Linked DNA regions of Ovis aries: region 2 is linked to region 1. Evidence: chromatin contacts called from public Hi-C data. All regions are on one chromosome and are shown on one strand. Each heading gives the region's core, a stretch centred on a gene start, on an enhancer-like site or on the middle of the called end of the contact. The rest is flanking DNA. Distances are from core to core; before and after follow the strand shown.

Evidence for each region. Hi-C and Micro-C count contacts between places; a contact is called where the count stands out from the background.
Region 2: a Hi-C map of hypothalamus shows a contact between it and region 1, with 9 times the contacts expected there. The contact joins two enhancer-like sites. A contact is called at or near these places in 8 of 16 Hi-C or Micro-C datasets (hypothalamus, liver, mesenteric adipose tissue and 4 more).

Annotation. Positions count from the first base shown.
Region 1 is chr13:27,833,688-27,840,877 of ARS-UI_Ramb_v3.0, reverse strand. All of the region lies in intron 5 of FRMD4A (FERM domain containing 4A), which reads left to right. Among named protein-coding and RNA genes, the nearest start is that of TRNAE-CUC, 170 kb to the left of the region's middle. Within about 2 kb of position 4,062, at least 11 of the 54 cell types and tissues checked have an H3K27ac peak or open chromatin away from gene starts, as enhancers often do.
Region 2 is chr13:28,137,297-28,144,486 of ARS-UI_Ramb_v3.0, reverse strand. All of the region lies in intron 2 of FRMD4A (FERM domain containing 4A), which reads left to right. Among named protein-coding and RNA genes, the nearest start is that of TRNAE-CUC, 140 kb to the right of the region's middle. Within about 2 kb of position 3,781, at least 8 of the 54 cell types and tissues checked have an H3K27ac peak or open chromatin away from gene starts, as enhancers often do.

The DNA of each region.
Region 1 (7,190 bases), core at 2,813-5,312:
ACCTCCAGTATGGAGACATTCTGCCCTGTGCTGTGCTCTCTCCTGTTCTACAGAGAAAACGCCTCTGTCTAGCTGGTCCCTTTTTGTCATTCTGAGCTGCATCACTGCTGGACATTAAGAGCCAAAAGCCTATCATTTCAACTACGGGTTGTCAACAGCTTTCTAACTTGTGAACTCCATGCTAAGTACTCACCATCATTGATGGGTTTGGTTATTGGTTTATGAATATTCATTGGGGGCTTGTATGATGTAGATGCTGTTTGAGGATTTAAGAATAGATCAGTGAACAAATTAAACCCTCCAACTTCCAAGGTCCCTTTGTCCCACCTCCATCCCTTTTTCCCTCTTCCTCTCCCTCATACACACACACACACCCCTCATTCCATCATCTGAGGCTGGCAGGTCCACAAACCTTCTGGTTCCAGCGCCTCCCACCACCTCAGGGAGCTCACTCCCCTCAGTCTCCACTCTTTTTCTCTATCTTAAGCCACTTATTCTCCACGGACCCCTCCCCTCCACATCCACAGCACTCTCACCCTCACAAAAGAAAATGCCCTCCCTGACTTGCCTCCTCCTGCAGCTCCCCCTCCTATGCCCCCTTCTGTTCGCGCAGAGGTTCAGAAGGGTGGGCTTGCTGCCCCCTTTCCCATGTCCCACTGATCCCTCAGTCTCTAGGGTCCATTGTCTGGTCCCATCAGCCCCATGGTAACTGGAGATCTCTGGGCACCAAATTGCACAGGCGCTTCTCTGCCCTCCTGTCTGAATCAAATAACGTCATCATCTTTCTGCCCCAAACCTGGTCTTCTTGCTTTGATGCCTCCTTATCTCTGCAGCGGGCACCACCACCCATTTAGCCCAAGCCAGTAACTTGAAAGTCAGCCTGGATGTCATCTGCTCTCTCCCACCTGTTCCCTTCTCTGTCCTCTTATCTGTGAATTCCTCTTATCTAATATATCTTAAATAGCTCTGTCCTTTACCTACCATGGGCTTCCCTGGTGGCTCAGATAATTAAGAATCTGTCTGCAATGCAGGAGACCTAGGTTCAGTCCCTGGGTCAGGGAGATAACCCTGGAGAATGGAATCACAGCCCACTCCAGTATTCTTACCTGGAGAATTGCATCAACAGAGGAGCCTGGTGGGCTACAGTCCATGGGGTCACAAAGAGTCAGACACAATTGAGTGACTAACATTTTCACTTTTACCTTCCCTGTACATGCCCCTGTCTGTAATTAGGACCTTCATAAGTCTCAGCTGATCCTGAAATCTCCTTGTTCATCTCTGCTTCAGGTCTTGGCCCCTCCCACCCTCTTCTATATGTTGTCACTGAGCACCTTTCTAGGATTGTCGTTTGACCCCCAATGCATTATCGTGCTAAGGCTGCCCTCACTTGTCCTGGGTGACCTGACTTGTGCATGCCTCTCCAGCCTCATCTCTCCCCATCCCCTGATGCCTCACACATCCTCTACAAGCCTCCCAGGGATCAGTGTTTGACAAAGATCACATTCAATGACAAGATCATTGTTTAATGCCATGAGGCAAGCTCCCCAAATTGAGAGCAGTGACCCTCTGGTAGGGACCACCAGTCAAACTTAATAAATAGGTCAAGAGGGTTTCCCTGGTGGTCTAGCAGTCAAGAATTCGCCTTGCAGTGCAGGGGACACTGGTTCGTTTGATCCCTGGTCCGGAAAGTCCCAATATACCACAGGGCAGCTAAGCCCATGTGCCTAGAGACTGCTCTGCAACAAGAGAAGCCACCACAATGAGAAGCTGTGCACTGCAACTGGGGAGTAGCCCCTACTTGCCACCGCTGGAGAAAGCCCACACACAGCAACAAAGACCCAGAACAACCAAGCACAATTACGAAAAAAAAGAAATAGTTCAAGAAAAGATAGAAGGAAAAATATGCCTACTCACCCAAAGAAGTCGCTCTGTCCTTTTTCGTTTTTTGTTTTTTTTTTTTTTTTTTTTTGACTACGAGACAGGTGGGATCTCATCTACGGTCAGGGATTGAACCCATGGTGCCTCCGTTGGAAGCACAGAATCTTTACCACTGGACTGCCAGGGAAGTCCCCTTCTTTTTTTCTTTTTTTTTTTTTCTAATGGAGTTGAGTTTGTGCTCAGGATAATTCCTCCATGTCTGGGTGTTCCTTTCATTGTGTATTCTCCAGCCAAGTGTTCTTGGAGCTCTGGTCATCGACCCTGTTTGTAGGAAAATAAGTAGAAATTAGATGTGTCTCTTCAAACCCAGAGTTTCACAAACAATAAACTAAAGTGAGCTACAGAGAAGAAAAAGAAAAGAGAGGAGATGCCAGGAAGCTGTCATCTGGGAGGGGGGACATTATAGCCGAGTTCACGACCTGCCTGTTGGTATCTTTCCGGGCTGATTAAGACAGCAAGTGCTGGTTCCTGTCACTCACAGCAACGACGATGGTGTGGACCTAAAAGGAGGTGTCTGCTAACCAGAACTTGCTAGATCTCAACTGGGTGTCCCAGTTAGGATTCTCAGCGCTGTTGAAATTCTCAACATCAGAGATACTTGGCTGCAGAAACTCACAGCAGTATTAATTATCCTTCTCATTACTATCGCTCCTTTTTGCTACCAAAAGCCAGCTTTCCAAATGTGACATTTGTGTTCATGACGAAATGAAATCATTGGGCCATTTAATTAACACTTGCCGTAAATAGTCAGTGATTCCCAAGTGCCAAGTGGGGATGTGAGAGGGAAGAGGAGGAGCGAGGGGGCCCGTAGGAGCCCCTAGCTGATGTCATCCTGCAGAGTGGTGTTCAGTCTGCCGCCACCTGAGGCTTCTACAGGTTAAGGGGACCAGACTCCCCGAAGGCTCCAGAGCCTTGAGTATTGAATACACTCAGACATGTACTAGCGTAGCACATACATATTCCTACTTCAGACCATCTGATAAAATATCCTCAGACTAGCATCATCTGGGTCAGGTTGTGTGTGGCATCAGTCATGGTACTGAGCCAGGTTTGCCTGTGGCCCAGAGCACTGTTTCCTTTGACTCAAAAAGAAGCCCTGTGATTCAGTCCTACTGGGAATTCCCTGGCAGTCCAGTGGTTAGGACTTGGTGCTTTCACTGCCCGGGGCCTGGGTTCAGTGCCTGGGCAGGGAACTAAGATGTCACAAGCTGCACCGCATGGGAGAATAAAGAAAAAGATTCAGCCCTATTAAATGTGCTGAAGAACCTGTTTTAGGTTTTTTGAAAAAATATTTATTTATTTGGCTGCATTGGGTCTTAGTTGCAGCACGTGGGATCTTTGTTATGGCATGTGGGTTTCTCTGGTTGTGGTTCACTGGCTTAGTTGTCCCAAAGCATGTGGGATCTTAGGTTTCCAACCAGGGGTTAAACCTGCATCCCCTGCATTGGAAGGCAGATTCTTAATCTCCAAACCACCAGGGAAGTTCCCATGAAGAACCTGTTTTAGAGTGTAGGCCTTATTATTATTCAGGTACTTGGGGCCAACAGATAAGGAAATGACTAACATTGAAAAGAGAGGCTGCTAGTTGATTCCCAAGAGGAGAGGTTCCCAGCAGAGTAAAGCACCTGGGGAAGCCCCGGGCTCAGCCAGGAAGCAGAGGGAGTGAGATATCTGTGGGCAAGAGCCGTTACTGTGGTTTCTGCAGGAATAGATCGGGCGCCATAAGCAGGCTTAGGACTGGCTAGTTTGAATAACTTCAGCAGCCTCTGGGGGTATGTGGACTCTCCCAATTTATCCACTTCTTGGCTCTGAGATAATTAAGGTGAATAGCAGCCTGGAGTGTGAAATTCCCGGGGCAGGCGAGGAAAGGGGTTGTAGGCATTGGATTGCCCACAGGGTAAGCAAGACCCCAGATGTCAAGGCATCCAGACCCCTCGGTTAATACAGAATCAGACTTGGAATCATCCACACAGACCCTCTGAATACGAGAGACGTCATCCGTTTCCTTAGGTTTACCCGGAGACCTGGAATGTTTTTTGTGAACCCGCTCTAACACTGACAGTCCGCACTGGTAGGTAAGGAAGTGCAACATCGCCATCTAGAGCCTCAAAGGAGGACCTTTTACAAAGTTCTCAGGAAAAACCAGAGCAGATAAGTGTTAGTCGCTCAGCTGTGCCGGACTCTGCCACCCCGTGGACTGTAGCTTGCCAGGCTTCTCTATCCATGGGATTTCCCAGGCAAGAATACTGGAATGGGTAGCCATTCCCTTCTCCAGGGGATCTTCCCAACCCAGGGATCAAACCCAGGTCTCCTGCATTGCAGGCAGATTCTTTACCATCTGAGCCACCAGGAAAGCCCAAAAGAACAGAACTGGGATCTCCACTTTGAACAGACACTGTCAACCTTCCCCATTTCCCTAGAAGTTCTCTCCGAGCGTGTGCTGGGCCTTGGCGTGGGATTGAGATGTCCAAGGTCTGTTTTCCTCTGGGCACTGTTGACTCACCAGCTCCCTAGCACAGATGGAAAGTCCAGGATGAATTAAATATCCAGGATTACAGAACAATAATAAGACAGCCCTGGAACTCACCGGGTTTCCCAGGCTGTTTCTTGGTGATAAAGGTTAACAGGAAACTGCTTTCCAGTTTCTGTCAAAGAGAAGTGATTTTTTTTTCCCCTCCACCTCAGAATATAGTTATTTCCTCCACCTTCCTGTCTCTTGTGAAGCCAGAGAACAAATGCTACCTCAAAAGGCATAACACTTGCCCTCTCATTTCAGTTTCTCATCATTAGAGAGCTGGAAAGGGAATTGTAATGTTTTGCTTAATATGCTGTTGAAGAAAAAATCGGGAGGAGGTGGGACAGAATGTCTTCACTCCTTAATTGTCAAGTATTAAAATGACTGGGATCGAGACATAAGGCATTGTTTTGAAAATCAAGTTATTTCAGACCCAACAGCTTTAGGTTCATAATTATTACAGAACTAAGGTCACTCACTGGCAAATTCCAGAAGCCTCTGCTGCTCTCCTGGCTCTAGGATTCAAAGTCATCAGCATATCTCTGTGAACAGCTTTGCATGTTCACACTGAGAGAAGGGGTAGAGGGGCAGGGGCCCGTGTGGAGTGTAAGGACCCCTAAACATTATAAATGGTCTGGGAAATCATTTATTTTTTTTTTCCTCCCTCCCACATGTCTTTGTCACTCATTTCACTGTCCAATAAGAACTCCCAACAGTGGTGTATGGAGAGGAGAACAGTTGAAAATCAGACCTTTTCACTCATAGAAACTTACATGTTATATATACAGTGGAATACTATTCAGCCATAAAAAGGACAAAATAATGCTATTTGCAGCAATATGGATGAAACTAGAGATTATCATACTATGTGAAGTAACTCAGAAAAAGGAAGACAAGGGCCATATATATCACTTTTATGTGAAATCTAAGCTGTGACACAAAAGGAGCTCATCTGTGGAACAGAAACAGACTCACAAGACATAGAGGACAGACTTGTGGCTGCCAAGGGGGAGGCAGGAAGGGAGAGGGATAGACTGGGACCTGGGGTTTGGTACCCTGCCAGACTCCTCTGTCCACGGAATCCTCCAAACTCCTCTGTCCACGGAATTCTCCAGGCAAGAATGCTGGAGTAGGGTTTCCCTGGTGGCTCAGTGGTAAAGAATCTGCCTGCCAGTGTAGGAGGCATGGGTTCGACCCCGGATCTGGGAAGATCCCTTATGCTGCAGAGTAACTAAGCCAGTGCACCACAGCTGCTGAGCCTGTGCAGCGCTCAGGAGCCGCAACTGCTGAGCCCATGTGGTGCAGTACCTACTGAAGCTCTCGCACCCCAGAGCCCGTGCTCCAAACAAGAGACGCCAGTGCAATGAGAAGCTTGCGAGCTGCAACTAGAGAGTTGCCCCTGCTCTTGCAACTAGAGAAAAACTCATGCAGCAGCAAAGACCCAGCACAGCCAAAAATTTAAAAAAAAAAAAAAAAAAATATATATATATATATATATATATATATATATATATATATATCTAAAAAAAGGAATGCTGGAGTGGGTAGCCATTCCCTTCTCCAGGGCATCTTCCCAACCCAGGGATCAAACCTGGGTCTCCTGCATTATAGGTAGATTATTCACTGTCTGAGCTACCAGGATACCCCAGATACAAATTGTTACATTTAGCATGGATAAACAGCAAGGTCCTACTATATAGCACAGGGAACTATACTCAAAATCCTGTGATAAGCCATAATGGAAAATAATAAGAATATAAAGAAATAAAATTTTAAAAAATGGTACATGTTGGTGCCAGGTCCTGGATTAGTGCTGGGAATGCAAAAGTGAATGAGATTGGGTCCCAGCACTTAATAAGTCAGCAGCCTAGTGAGAAGGCATCTCAGGGAACAGGGAATCACAGGACCGGGGCCACACAATAAGCAGAGGGTGTCACAGGAGCCCAGGAGAGGAGATCCTCTGTGGGGACCGTCCGCAGAGTCAATGAAAACATGTCATGACTGAGCAAGGCGAGAGAGAGCAGGAGTGAGCTGGGATCTGCAGCAGGATTGTTCTGGGGTGAGAGGAATAGTTTGGACACAGGTATAGAGGCAGAATTGATTTGTAATAGGCCACCTTTGCAGGTCTCTGGGCTTCCCTGGTAGCTCAGCTGGTAAAGAATCCACCTGCAATGCAGGAGACCCCAGGTCGATTCCTGGGCTGGGGACATCCCCTAGAGGAGAACATGGCAACCCACTCCAGTGTTCTTGCCTAGAGAATCCCATGGACAGAGGAGCTTGGCAGGCTACAGTCCATGTGGTCGCAGAGTCAGACACACTGAGCAAGTAAGCACAGTACAGCAAGTCTCCCAGATAATCTGGCTTTGCTGTCCCCAACCCCCTGCCCCAAAGCCCGTTCTGAGCCTTTGTCACCCTCCCCTCCCCCACCTGCCTTCCTTTCCCTTCCCTTCCATCTGTCTGCCTTCTTTCCTTCTGATTTTGCTATTCTGACTATCCATCGCCAAGAACCTTTTACAAGGGATGGAGACTTTTAAATGACATAACATTTAACTTGCAGTCAGTTCTCCATATGCATGGATCAGATGTAAAACCCTGATATGTACTGACTGTAGTGCACCATTTTATATCAGAGACTTGAGCATCCAAGGGATACCCTTGGGGAGGGGGTCCTGGAACCAATCCCCTGCCAATACAGAGAGACAACTGTGTTTTGCTTTGAGAAGTAGAATTTGCTACC
Region 2 (7,190 bases), core at 2,532-5,031, 300 kb before region 1:
TTGTAGCTCATCATAGAACTGAAGAAGTGTTTGGGGCATAGACTTGGATTACTGTGATATTGAATGGTTTGCCTTGGAAATGAGCAGAGGTCATTCTGTCGTTTTTGAAATTGCACCCACGGACTGCATTTTGGACTCTTTTGTTGACTATGAGGGCTACTGCATTTATTCTAAGGGCTTCTTGCCCACAGCAGTAGGTATAATGGTCATCTGAATTAAATTCGTCGTTCTTTTAAATTGTTGTTCTTTAGTGAATGAATAACGTGCAGTGCATCTGAACAAGCTGTCTTGCTAACGCCCCCTCTGCATGGATGGGGAATTACCTGCTGCTGTCCTGTTTTATTTCATTGCCTTTTTGGCTCAGGCCCTCCTGGGTCCCCAACTCCTGGACAGCAGAGTCCAGGTCCTCCCGATTCTTTTCGTGTTGAGCAGAGTGAGCCTTATGCAAAATTGGTTGCTTAAAATTTACTCTGTGTGATTTCTCTGCTTGAAATTTGGAGGGAAATATCTAATAACGAAAAACCTATTTATTTGCAAAGTTGGATTAAGGACTCGTTTTTCCCGAAGTCGCCTAGAAGATTTCTGTGAAGTCAGCTTCCTACCTCTAGGGGGACTGGGGAGTCACAGAGTCCCCAAACTGCTGCCAGGGGAAGTACTAATTAAGAATGCTTGGCACTATTTTTTTCCTCCAAGAACAGGATGGTGAGGGTTATTTTTACAGCCTCTCTCAGTTAGGCACAGATGATCCAAATTCACAGCACACTAGAGTGTTCTAGTTTTACATTTTTACTCCTCAAATCTTATTGTTCTACTGGTTTTACTGATTCTTGGAGAGTGAGTCCTGTGTTGGTCTCACACTGATGCCCTTTGGACTTACCCTGTGTGGGACCACGGACCTCTGGATGAAGTGTGGTATAACTAAGCTCTGGAGGAGTTAGATGTGATTTGGAAAGCATATTAGTTGTGCTTAATTATATGTCGAATTGTGTATGGGCTAACACCTTCACGTGTGGTCTTTGTTTCGTTCCTTCGTATTGAATAAGGATTTGACCTGCTGCGTTAGAGGAACAATGATTCTGTAGAAATGGATCCAGGAAACAACACTGGCCCATGGGCTGCACAGTGCTGAAGGAGATGATGTTGAGAAGTACACACATAAAATTATTCAAACAGTGATCCCCAGCGATATGCTTAGACTCTCTATGCATTGCACTATTAATAGCTCAGGTCCCCACAGACCGAGCAAGCATTCAAATTCAATTGACAGCTGTAAATTACAATACAAATAGCATCAAATCACTGAATGGCCTAGTGCCAAAATAATAATATCACCCTTTTTGCATCAGGGTAAATCTGCTCTGAGTGTGAAAGTGATGGCTAGGAGGAGACAGGCAACAGCGCATGCAGCATCTTTTAACACTGAACTATTTGCTCTGGAGGATGCCTGGGGGAGATGTCATGAGTGGAATGGTCCATGGTCTCTTGAGTGAAAAAAAGCAAATCTCAGCGTTTCATGTTGGTCTCATTTAACTATTAAAATCAGTGGATTTTTTTTCTTAGTTTCTGAGCCAGACAGCCTCACAATTTCCTTAATGATCAGAGTCATTAAAACTCACCCTTCAGAGACAATGAAGACAATAAGAGACTTGCAATCATCAGATTCTTAGTGTTTATACAGCGTATATACGCATATACAACCAGGGATATGTGTGTGCATGCATACACACACACACTGTAATGGCAGTTGCCACAGCAACTCTAATTTGCACAAATATTGTTACCTGAGCTGGAAAAATCCACTTCTCCATCATGTTCATAGAACCTAGGCAGGCCCGAGAATCTGGGCAGGGCTGAGGGCTCTCATGATCCCAGTAGAGAGAGAGGTAAGGTGGATTCTGAAGCACAAGGACCAGGTTGAGCCACACAGTAGCACTCACTGAACTGGTATCCATGCACCTCTCGCCTGCAGTTGTGTGTGTGGAATGATGGAGGAGTAGTAGATGAACAGTAGATGGTTACCCTGGCTGGCTCTCCATGTGGGAGGTTGCAGCCTTTTGTGTTCACACTGCAGGGAGGCTGGTCAAGGCAAGAGCTGGGGTTAGGAAAGCTGCACATCATTACATTTCCATTCTGATTACACTTCCCCCACTTCTGTGATCATCCCCCCAGGGGGCCTGGTTAACATAGTTTTCATGCCTTCCATGCACAAACTCTGGAGTTATAGCACCGGCCACAGCATTATGCCAAACACCTTTCTCCTCTATTGTTAACTTTCCATCTGTGCATAGGGCAATGTGACACGTGTCCCTGCCTTTGGGGTCGACCAAGGGGCGGGCAAAGGAACAGATGATTCTGTTGAGCCAGACTGTCCTGATTGGCAGCCCCGTGCTGTCACGAATTGCTGACCTCAACCTGCTCTTTCCAGAAGGCTCCACTGGACAGCGGCTTCATTTATATGTTCTGCTCCAGTGGTTTGAATTTCATTATCTCCTCCACAGCCCTTTTGGCAAGAGCTTCCACCTTCCTGCTCCAGGCACCCTTTACAATTTGACAGTTGAAGTGTATGGTTAAAGCCATCTTCCTTTTAAAAAGCATTTCCTTTCTAGCTCTGGTTTATTTTCCACATAAATTCACTAGGTGGCAGTGAACGGTGAGGGAAAGAAGGCTGCCTTTGAGAGGCTTTCGAGGGCAAGTGTGACTGAACATTCTAGGATATCAAACCTAGATATACTTTTTGGGGAGGAGGGAGCATGCCTTGTGGCATGAAGGAACTTAGTTCCTGAACCAGGGATCAAACCCGTGCCCCCTGCGCTGGGAGCACAGAGTCTCAACCACGTAGACCACCCAGGCAGTCCTTCGACCTGCAATTTTAAGGGAACACCTAGTATTTTACTAAACGATGAAATGCAAGATTCGTCGTCAAAACTCCTCTTAGCTCTCTGCTAATTTCTTTTCTGGTTATATTTACAAAATTGTTGAAGCCAATGACATGTATTCATTGCCTATAAACATATTGCTTTTTCAGAAAACAGTGATTACAATCAGGTCCCACTTGTCCAGTCAAAACTTCTACTGTGTGTGTAAGTGTGAGTGGGTGTAAGTGTGAAGGTGTGTGTGTTTTCTTTAGAAGACAGGTGAGCCTCACGATTCCTTGGAGGATTTAGGTGTTGTTCTTTGATTAATTTCTCTAGGTAATTATCACCTCCCTTTTACCCTATTAGATTTAGGGTCACAGTTTTTGCAACAGGCAAAGCCTGGAATCTTATATTGCCTCTGCCTTGAGAAGACTCTAAAACTTCAAATTTATGAAAGGACAGTAAAATCTTAGTGCTTATGATCTCAATTAGTTTATTTATATGCCGCCTGGTTTTTAACCTAAATGCACTTTGTGCAGAGGGGAAGAAAACAATTATAAATCAACTAGAAAGGCAGTTTCCATAAACTACTGAGTTGTGCTGTGGCTGGAGAGGTTGACCTGACCGGGATCAGGAATGCAGGGACTATCATGTCACAGCCTCTGCACCTCCTCTTCTTTACCCATGGCCCTCCCCAGGCCCTGACTCTGGCCCTGGCCTGGGAAACTTAACAGAAGTGATGCAGTGATGCAGGAAGCTCTGTTTCTCGCCAAACATTCTTGGACACAACAGCACGTTGCGTCAACCACGTTGCTGCTCTGGTGCTGATCTCAGAGTCCAGCTCTCATGACTCAGCTTCCTCCAACTTCCAGATCCTTCTCCCTGTGCAGGCCTCTGCCCTGCTCTTGATAACCAGTCCACTCCTACTGTCCTGCCTTGGTCTCACCAGACACTCTCCAAGGCCTTTATAATCTGAGCTTGGTCTCAGGACCCCACTATCTGATGCAGACTACCCCCAAGTGCCTCTGATCACTAGATATTGCTAACTTCCGGGTCCCTGAAAGTGTCCTCCACTGAGCTGTTTGGATACCATGTGATTTCCCTTTGAATTCCTCCCATGAGATCACAGTGAAAAACTCCAGCTTTGCTGATGCCCTTGATAAGCTCTAAGGAGGGTTACTATGTTCGAGGCTCTGAGCAGGTACTAGAGATACAGTGGGAATCAGACATGGCCCCTGTTGTCAGAGATCTCACACCCACCTCCAGGTCTGTGTTCTGCCTTGGTATCTCCCCTCAAAGCCGGCTTCAGGGTCCATTCCCGTGGTAGGCCACAGTCGCTCCCAGTCTGTCTGGTCCTATTGCTGCAAACTGGGGTGTGACTGGGTGTGCCTGAGGCTATCAAAACGTCCTACGCAGTTTCAGGTAAACTCCTATGTTCTCTGTCCACAAGCAGGTTGGGCTACCGTTATTCAACTTGAAGAGGGAAATGGAGAGCTGAATAGTCACATAATCACTGTCTTCTTCCTGGGTCTCCGTGGCCGGGAGTCCCCATCAGCAAGTGCAGCACAGAACAGACATGAGGAACCTGCCTGGTTTGGGGTGTGATGCCCTGGACCAGTTACATCCTGCCTGATGAACTTGCTGTATGAGAGATGAATGTGTCTGGAATGTGAAGTCATCCGTGTGCTCAGTCACTCAGTCGTGTCCAACTCTTTGCCGCCCCGTGGTCTGTAGCCCACCAGTCTCCTCTGTCCATGGGACTTCCCAGGCAAGAATACTGAAGTGGATTACCGTTTCCTTCACCAAAAGTCACCTTTTCCTTAGGTTTAATCACACACATGATCAGGAGATCCTGAGGTGGCATTGAGCTGAATATAAGGCATCACTTGCTAAGAGGATGAAAACAACTGGGGAGAAGTTTCTATAAATAGTGGAGAGTTGTACCTTCTAGAGAAGCTGTGCTTGGACTAGTCTGTTAATTATCTTCTAAGTGAGTAGTGTGGGTTGTTAATAACATTGGCAGTTCCAGTTGAGGACTTAAAGATGCATGTGATAAATCTTAATGATATGCTGCTACTGCTGCTGCTGCTGCTAAGTCACTTCAGTCGTGTCCGACTCTGTGCGACCCCATAGACAGCAGCCCACCAGGCTCCCCCGTCCCTGGGATTCTCCAGGCAAGAACACTGGAGTGGGTTGCCATTTCCTTCTCCAATGCATGAAAGTGAAAAGTCAAAGTGAAGTCGCTCAGTCGTGTCCAGCTAGTAGTGACCCCATGGACTGCAGCCTACCAGGCTCCTCTGTCCATGGGATTTTCCAGGCAAGCGTACTAGAGTGGGGTGCCATCGCCTTCTCCATAATGATATGCTAGCTGGACGGCAAATAAGAAAAAACAAGCTCCTCTCTGGTTCTCCCATTGGAATGAGGCAGGCATTGAAGAAAGATACACTCATAGGAAAACTAAGATTGGGAAAATCAGTTCAATCAGTTCTCTTAGAAAAAAAAAATCCTTACACACACGGTGCAGTTTTCCCACGGAGCTATTTTCTCATGCGCTTATAGGAGTGTTTTGCTTTGTTTTGTTTTGTTTTGAATGCTGGGTGGCACTACCTTGTCTACTGTATACATATACATACATTCACACACGTATGCAGGAACCACCTGATGGCTTTTTAGTGATTTCTAAAAGATAAAATGACTTACTTAAGACATTAAGTACATAAAGAGCGCCCCTTTAGGAATCTGAACAACCTTCCCTCTCTTTCTTGCAGTCTCATTCATGCCTTATACTTTTAAGACCTTTGGAGACATTTCATGGTTTGCCAATCTACACTGACAGGATCCAAGAGTGGTGACTTCGGTGTTGGTTTGGGTGCTTTAATTTGAGTGCTTCTCTGTAATGAGAACTGAAGCTTGAAAATTTATAACAGTAACCAAAAGATGTACTACAGAGTCCTGAACCCATGCTAACAAAGTATGCTCGATACAGCTCATAAACTTAGAAACAGAGAAAAAAAATCACAAATCGTACACAGGTCCATTGTAGTCTGGTTCCCTCCTCCTTGGCCAGTTGTTGAAGGCTTTAGCACAGAGGGGCTGGGTAATTGCATCCTTATTTGAACCCAGACCCCAATCTCTGTGTCCCCATTCTGTGTTTCCTGCCCCTGCCCCATGCACATCCCTGCAAAGCAGCCCCTTCCTGATATGATGACCACCATGATGCTGATTCCGGAGTGTCCTCAGGCTCTCTCCCTGCATCTCTCAGCACGTGGTGTGAAATGCCTCACCCATGCTTCTGCTAATCTTACTTCTTCCCTTCCTGTTTCCACTTCCTGTCTATCGGGCCTGTGCAGCACAAACCTATGCGAGGGTTAACTTTTGCATACTCTGTGAGTATACTGGCTATTCTCTCCCGCGTGCTAGGGGATGCGCAGCCCTCCAGAATTTCAGACAAAAACAAGAATATCTTCTAGACCAGAGCTACCTGAAGTCCTGTCTTCTGTTACTCAGGAGGCTTTTCTATTACAGTTATTTCTAGGTCCCTGCTATAAATATCCTCCCAGCAGCCATCTGCCCCTGAGGCAGAGTTTTACAATTTTATGCTGGCTGTTTGGGTTACACAATCCAAACTGCCATCCATTCTAGAGCCATTTCAACTATTCCTCTCTCTCATAGAGAATATCGCCCCTGCTCTGTTAGGAGCGAGCAAGATTTATTTTTGTTTCCTGAAAAATCTGTGCAGTTTATATAAAGCCATCAGGAGCCGGTCAGCTCATGTGGTTTAACCCATGAACTCGTGAAGGGGATGCAGGAAACAAAACAAGGTCTGGAAATTACCTTGACGTCTGGGCTGTGAGCTCCTGTTCCATGGCACCAGGCCAGGTCCCCGCATAATCCGTCCACACTGGGGGTGGTAGCATCTCTCAATGGGGCAGGGAGAGATTTTCCCAGAAGAAAAAATTCCAGTAAAACTAGAATTTGTATTTAAAAAAAAAAAAAAAAAGCTTGAGAGGGTATACTGTTTTACAATTCACAATAAATAAGGTGTTTAAAGGCCAAGACCCTAAAGAGATAATCACGACCAAAGCAGCCACTGAAAGGAGCATGTTTGAAAACCTATTGAAAGCATAGAATGGACTGGCCCTGTGCCTAGCATACTGGATAAGAGGTGGGGAAAGGGGTGTTTGTTTCCCCTGCAACAGGTAACTGTTCAGAGTCTGAACAGTCCATCCTCTCTGGGAACAGTGCTGATATGTGCATGCAAGGGCTGGTGGGCCCAGTCCCTGGAGGGGAAGAATGGACCATGGAGGGGGTGCGGATGGCAGGGAGGGAGTCACA